Linked DNA regions of Mus musculus: region 1 is linked to region 2. Evidence: chromatin contacts called from public Hi-C data. All regions are on one chromosome and are shown on one strand. The core of a region is the stretch at or near the end of the contact, and the rest is flanking DNA. Distances in the headings are between cores, read along the strand shown.

Region 1 (2,857 bases), core at 327-2,826, 230 kb after region 2:
CATGGTGGCTCACAACCATCCTTAATGAGATCTGACTCCCTCTTCTGGAGTGTCTGAAGACAGCTACAGTGTACTTACATATAATAAAAATAAAATAAATTAAAAAAAAAAAAGAGCTGGCTCAGGAGTTAAGAGTTCAAACAGCTCTTGCAGAGAGGCAGGGTTTGTTTTCCAGCAGCCTTGTTGATGAACTCACGACCTCTGTGACTCCAGCTCCCGAGGGTCTGAAGCCCTGCTCTAGCGCCCGAGGGAACCTACACACACGTGCGCATGCCCACACACAGATACAGCCACACACGCAATTAAAAAGAAAGTAAGTCTCTAAAAATATTATTTTTGCGCTGAATGTGATAGTCCATGCCTCTAATTCCAACACCTGGGAGTCTGAGGCAGGAGAATCAAAGTGATTTCAAGGCCAAAATGGGCTACATACAGTGAGTTCCAGATCAGCCTGAGCTATGGGTGAGACCCTGCCTCAAACAATAAAACAAATCTTTCACGAGAACTCTTTTTACTACAAACGGCTTTGGCTATCCTGTATTGTCTGACTGTCTGTAGGCATAAGTGCTAATTATTTTCTTATTTTAAAATTATCTTTCTGTAAAAAGCAATCGGCTTTTAGGCTTACAGTTTTAGTCTAAAAGAAGGACAGTTTGTATAGTACCTGGTCACAGCTGCATAAACGTTTTCTTTAAAACTTCACACTCTTTGCTTCTTTAAAACTGAGGGTAGGGGGTTGTTAGGAAACAGTGTGTCAACAGTTTCTTTCTTACAAAAAAAAAAAAATCGGTTGGATTGCCTGTTGTATAGGCAGTGTCTTTTGTTTAAAAAAAAAAAAAAGTTTTAACTCCACAGTGGAAAAACTAACATTGTCACTAGGATATGACGAAACCATGGAGAAGAACTAGAGATCTCGAGGCTCGGCAGAATGGCCGGCGGCATCTGGTCCCAGGCCCTTTCTCAACAGCCTTGTATGCCCTATTCAGAACGATTGTTGGCATGATGTAGACAAATTGACGCAAATTAGTTTAGCACGGGCTAGGCAAAGTTTAAGCTTGTTGAGCAACACACGTGGACCACATAGCAACAGCTCCCAACCCTGTGCACAAGTGCTGGATGCGAAGTTGGCCAGGACCCTGCTCAGCCAGAATGAAAGCGAATTGCAAATCACTGGTCAGGCCTCGGAAAGAAGACAAGGGGAGGGGGCAGGAAGCTGGCAGTGGAGACCGGAGCCCCCACACTGACCCTGAAGGCCCGGGTACAGAAAAAAATGTCTCCTGAAAGTGCCGCTGGCTATGCCTAACCCCCTCTCCCCCCAGCCTCCGGTTATTTCACAGCCACAAATCCTCAAAGGACTGGCCCCAAAGATTAAGGGGATTCCGCCACTTTCCTCTTTACTTTGGATTCAGATATTTCAAGACAATTCCTTTGGGGCTAGTGTCACACAGACCACCTAGAGGGACTTTCTAATTGTATTTACAGTAATTTAATTACACCAGGGACAGCTTCAGAAGGCAGGATTTACCAAGATCGATACTGTGGGTGCCGCTGGTAGGGTTTCGGATCTGTTAAATCAACAGGAAGAAGAAGGGGGGGGCACTTCAGAGCGTAGAAACCTTTGTAGATTTCCTTTTGGGGAGCACGGCTGGGTGGGTGGGTGATGGAGACGTTTGCCTGGGGTCAACAGCGTTCACGCTTTTGTTCACATTACTCTAGATTCTGTGCGTGAATTCTGCCCGCCTGCTCCCCACCCCCGCTTGCACCGCAGACAGGGCACCAGAAGTCAGCCTGCATTTAGTTCAACTATCTCTGGGTCTTGGGACTTGGTGAGCAGTTTCTCTCCAGCAGCAGAACTGAGTGGGAAACAGAAAGACACTTATTTGCATCCTCCTTCTTTTGAATTGTCATTTTCCAAACAAACAAACAAACAAAAACAAAACAAAACAAAAAGCTTTTACACAAAACATTAAAAAAATTTCCAATGTACCTATATGTAAAAAAAAAAATGCCGTAAATATTAAATCATTAAAAAGCAGGTGATCTGCATGCAATTCTGCTTTTAGATTGTTTGAGTAACTGGTCAGGTAAACTTGATGGCTGCTGCCTTTCCTTCTGGAGGGGTCTCGGCCTTCCCTTTTGAAATGGGAGGGAAGAGCCTGCCTTGATCCGGAGCTGGTCGGGGACTAAAAGCAGCACGCGCTTCTACTGCCCTCTAGCAGTCTGCCTGGGTTTATTAGCATCTAGATCTTTCTGAGGCACTCCAAGCGGGTCTCGGTGGAGGGGTGACAGCAGGAACACTAACTTCACTGGATATGTGCACATCTTCTAAGCTCTTAAATACATTCCGAGCAACGGGAATAAATATACAAACAAACACTTATGCGCTGAAAAAAAGTAGTCACGAAGATAATATACAGGGCATGATAGTTGAGGAGCGAATGGGAACCCTAGGGAGGAAAGAGAGGGAACGACCATGGTCAAAGCACAGGATACATGCACCTATACCTTAATAAAATCAGTATTGGGTAGAACGAATAAGAAACACGTTAAAAAAGAATGCTAGGGAACATTAAGAAGAATAGTTAAATAATCATATGCAATTTGACCTGGAACTATTTCTTTTTTTAAAATTAAACTATTTTATTTATTTACATTCCAAATGTTGCCCCCGCTTCCTGGTCTCCCCTCCCGAGTTCTTCACCCTCCTCTTTGCCTCTGAGAGAGTACTCTTCCACCCACCCACACCCTCCCTCACCCACACCTCCCCTTCCCCCATGATCCCCCTTCCTTAGGGCATCAAGTCTCTACAGGATTAGGCACATCCTCTCCCACTGAGGCCAGACAAGGCAGTCCTCTG
Region 2 (2,945 bases), core at 235-2,734:
AAGTCAAACCTTTAGGGAAGTTGTTTAATGGAACACTCAAGTCTAAAATGGAACTCAGGAGGTTTTCTTGTTTCTGTATGTATGTGTGTGTGTGTGTGTGTGTGTGTGTGTGTATGTGTGTGTGTGTTCTTTCATACTTTGTTATTGACTAATAGAACATATCAAGCTTTACCTCGGTGTCCCTAACCTTTGTCATCAACATTATTATTATGACTTATAGAGCATTCTAGAAGTAATCAAGTGGTCTTGCCTCTGAGTCTTGTGTGTGTGTGCGTGCGTGCGTGCACGCACACGCAAAGGCCAGAGGTCAGCATGGAGTATTCTGACCCACCTTCTTCAGTCACTCTGCATGTTATTATTTTGAGGCGTGGTTTCTCACTGAACTTTGAACTCACCAATCTGTTATGCTGGTGGCCCAGCCAGAGTCCCTCCTTGCATCCCCAGCACTGGGCTACATGCACATACTATCATGCTCATTTTGAACCATGGGCGCTGGGATCTAAGCTCATGCTTTATAAGTAAAGGTTCTCATGTTTCACTAACTGAGCTAATCCATGAGTCTTTGGGTTTTTTCAGTCTTCCTGTTTAAAAAAAAAAAAAAAAAAAAAAAAAAAACTACGTGTATCGATGCGTCTGTGTGAATGTATGCCATGTGTATATAAATGAAGGCAGAGGTCAGGAGACGGTCAGTGCCTGGAGCTGGACTTACAGAAGTTATGAGCCACCTGCCAAGGTTGCTGAGAACTGAGCTTGCTTAGATCCTCTGAAAGAAGAGCAGTGTACGCTCTTAGCTAATGAGCCATCCTTTTAGCCCCCAATCATTTGAATGCTATTCACTGATCTTCTGGAAAGGGCACGTTAAGGTAGCACCTTGGTGAGGCCACTCCTTTGCATATTTAAAGATTCCCCTCAATTTCCACCATTCTCTCCTTTTCCTTCTTCTTCCACAAGCCCCTCTTCCCATGCAGACAGATGTCTCCATGGTTCAAAGTGTATGACATACCTATTGCTCTCTGCTGTTCCTCTTGCCCAAAGCCTCCTCCAACTTCGGTGGCAGACCGGGTTTCTAGTGAGAACTCTCTTAACTACTGGTCATATTAGCAAACGAATTCTACTTTTTGAGCCTTGAATTTGCAATCTGAACGATGGGTGTAATGCCTATCTTGTGTGTTGTGTTTGTTTTGTTTTTGCTTTGCTTTACTTTACTTTGCTGTGCTTCATTTGGGCTTTGCTGTTGTTGACCTGGGTGCTCAACTATGTAGCTCAGGCTATCCCTGGATACACTACATAGCCTAAGCTCACTGCAAACCCAGATCCTCCCACTTCACCCTTCTGAGTGCTAGGATTGCAGGCATGTGTTGACACGCCTGGCTTTTACGTGACTCTCATGAGAATGAAGTAAAAGCCTGGATACCCAGGGCCTGGCACCTAGGACAAGTTCCATGAATGTGAGCTGTTGTTTGCTGTTACAAAATTTCAGTCCCAAGTCCTCTGTGAAACCATAACTATTCACTCCCATCTACACACCCATCTGTTTCCCTCTTCAATAGCCTCTACGGTCAGGAGTTTATAGTATTTAAATATTATTGTTTCTTGTATGTCACTCTCCCCAAATAGACTCCAAAGTGAACTAGGACATAGGTCATGTCTTATGCCAACACAAGTGCCCACAGGAGCCAGGAAAGGAACAGAAAATAGTCTTGGTGTAAGAAAAATGGGGAGGGGTGAGGACTCGGGCCAACCCCCAGGCACTGCTCACCCTGGCCAATTGCTGTCATGAGGGAATACGGGTCCAGGGTTGCCAGACCTCGACTTTTTCATAAGAAGCCAGGAATCCAGCTTCTTCTGTGTGAAGTCCAGGGGTTTAAAAGCTGAGCCAGTGCTGCTCAGGCTAAACAAAGCATGCCTGTGGGACCCCCGTTGGTGACAGCTGCCTCACTTACATGGTCCCTGTAAAGTTTGAGCCTCAGCTGGGCCGCTGATGTCACCTCTACAGAGGAACAATGCTGTGAGTGGCAGTGAGGGATCTTGGCTAAATTTGAAGACGGGTTTTCATTCATCCCAGATCCAAAGTGCAGGGCAGGCCCAAGAAACCTATACGTCCATGGAGCTAGTTTTCCTGAGCGGAACACAGGGTTCCACTTGGTGACACGGAGAACATGCACTACTGGTATGGAAGAGCTTCATTTGGGTCACAATCGTCCCTTTATTTATTTATTTATTTATTTATTTATTTTTAATGTGGAACACTACATGAATTTGCATATCATCCTTATACAGGGGCCATACTAATCTGTTTTCTTGTGTTCAGAACACTGGGTAGCCCTCAGTGTTGAATTAAAGATCTCATCTTTATCCCTCTGTTTACCATGAATCTGTTCATGATATCCATCAAGGACCATTTTGCTCGCAATGACATGACCTCAGTGCCCAGCAAGCGATAAAGTCAGTGTTTATCTATCGGATGAGTAAACGATTGAAATGATCCATCCATCAAATATCAGGCTCCTATCATGTGCCAAGGACTATGTGGGACTTTAGGGATTCTGAGGTGACTGGGTGCTCCCCCTAGCCTCAGGGTATTGGGTCACCTAGAAAGGATTGCGTAAGGTATTTACTGGAGCATGAGAGCCAGCAGGATCCGCTCCCTATGCCCAGTCCCAGGAAAGGGCAGGGGACAGAATGCCTGGGACCCCCTTAGTACTTGGCTTTGCCATTTGCCCGAGTCCGGGGGTCATATTCATTTAGGAGACTTGGGTATGAAATGACTGAGCTGATTTTCCTTCAAAGTCATGTTGGAATGAGCTGACCAAGTGCCACCCCCTGCAAGTGGTCACCTTGGGAGGCCTCGTCCTCACTCTACAGGAGTTACAACAGTACTGGACCACTTCCCTGGCAAGGGTCCTCAGAGTGAGTTTAAAGCTACATGAGGACATTTACTCCGT

What was found. Hi-C and Micro-C count contacts between places; a contact is called where the count stands out from the background.
Region 1: a contact with region 2 is called in a Hi-C map of liver, with 3 times the contacts expected there. The contact joins two enhancer-like sites. A contact is called at or near these places in 2 of 39 promoter capture datasets (cranial neural crest and liver), 6 of 484 Hi-C or Micro-C datasets (cerebellar granule neurons, cortical neurons, liver and 1 more), 2 of 115 datasets of contacts at active chromatin or transcription factors (bone marrow-derived macrophages and embryonic limb bud) and 1 of 9 other capture datasets (embryonic stem cells).

The regions. Positions count from the first base shown.
Region 1 is chr10:85,043,310-85,046,166 of GRCm38.p6, forward strand. No RefSeq gene overlaps it. Among named protein-coding and RNA genes, the nearest start is that of Gm34633, 41 kb to the left of the region's middle. Within about 2 kb of position 1,577, at least 52 of the 459 cell types and tissues checked have an H3K27ac peak or open chromatin away from gene starts, as enhancers often do. A contact at or near this core is called in liver, where this site is marked.
Region 2 is chr10:84,808,852-84,811,796 of GRCm38.p6, forward strand. All of the region lies in intron 3 of Rfx4 (regulatory factor X, 4 (influences HLA class II expression)), which reads left to right. The region is part of intron 2 of Gm40728 (a long non-coding RNA gene); the gene reads right to left. Among named protein-coding and RNA genes, the nearest start is that of Gm40728, 53 kb to the right of the region's middle. Within about 2 kb of position 1,485, at least 22 of the 459 cell types and tissues checked have an H3K27ac peak or open chromatin away from gene starts, as enhancers often do. A contact at or near this core is called in liver, where this site is marked.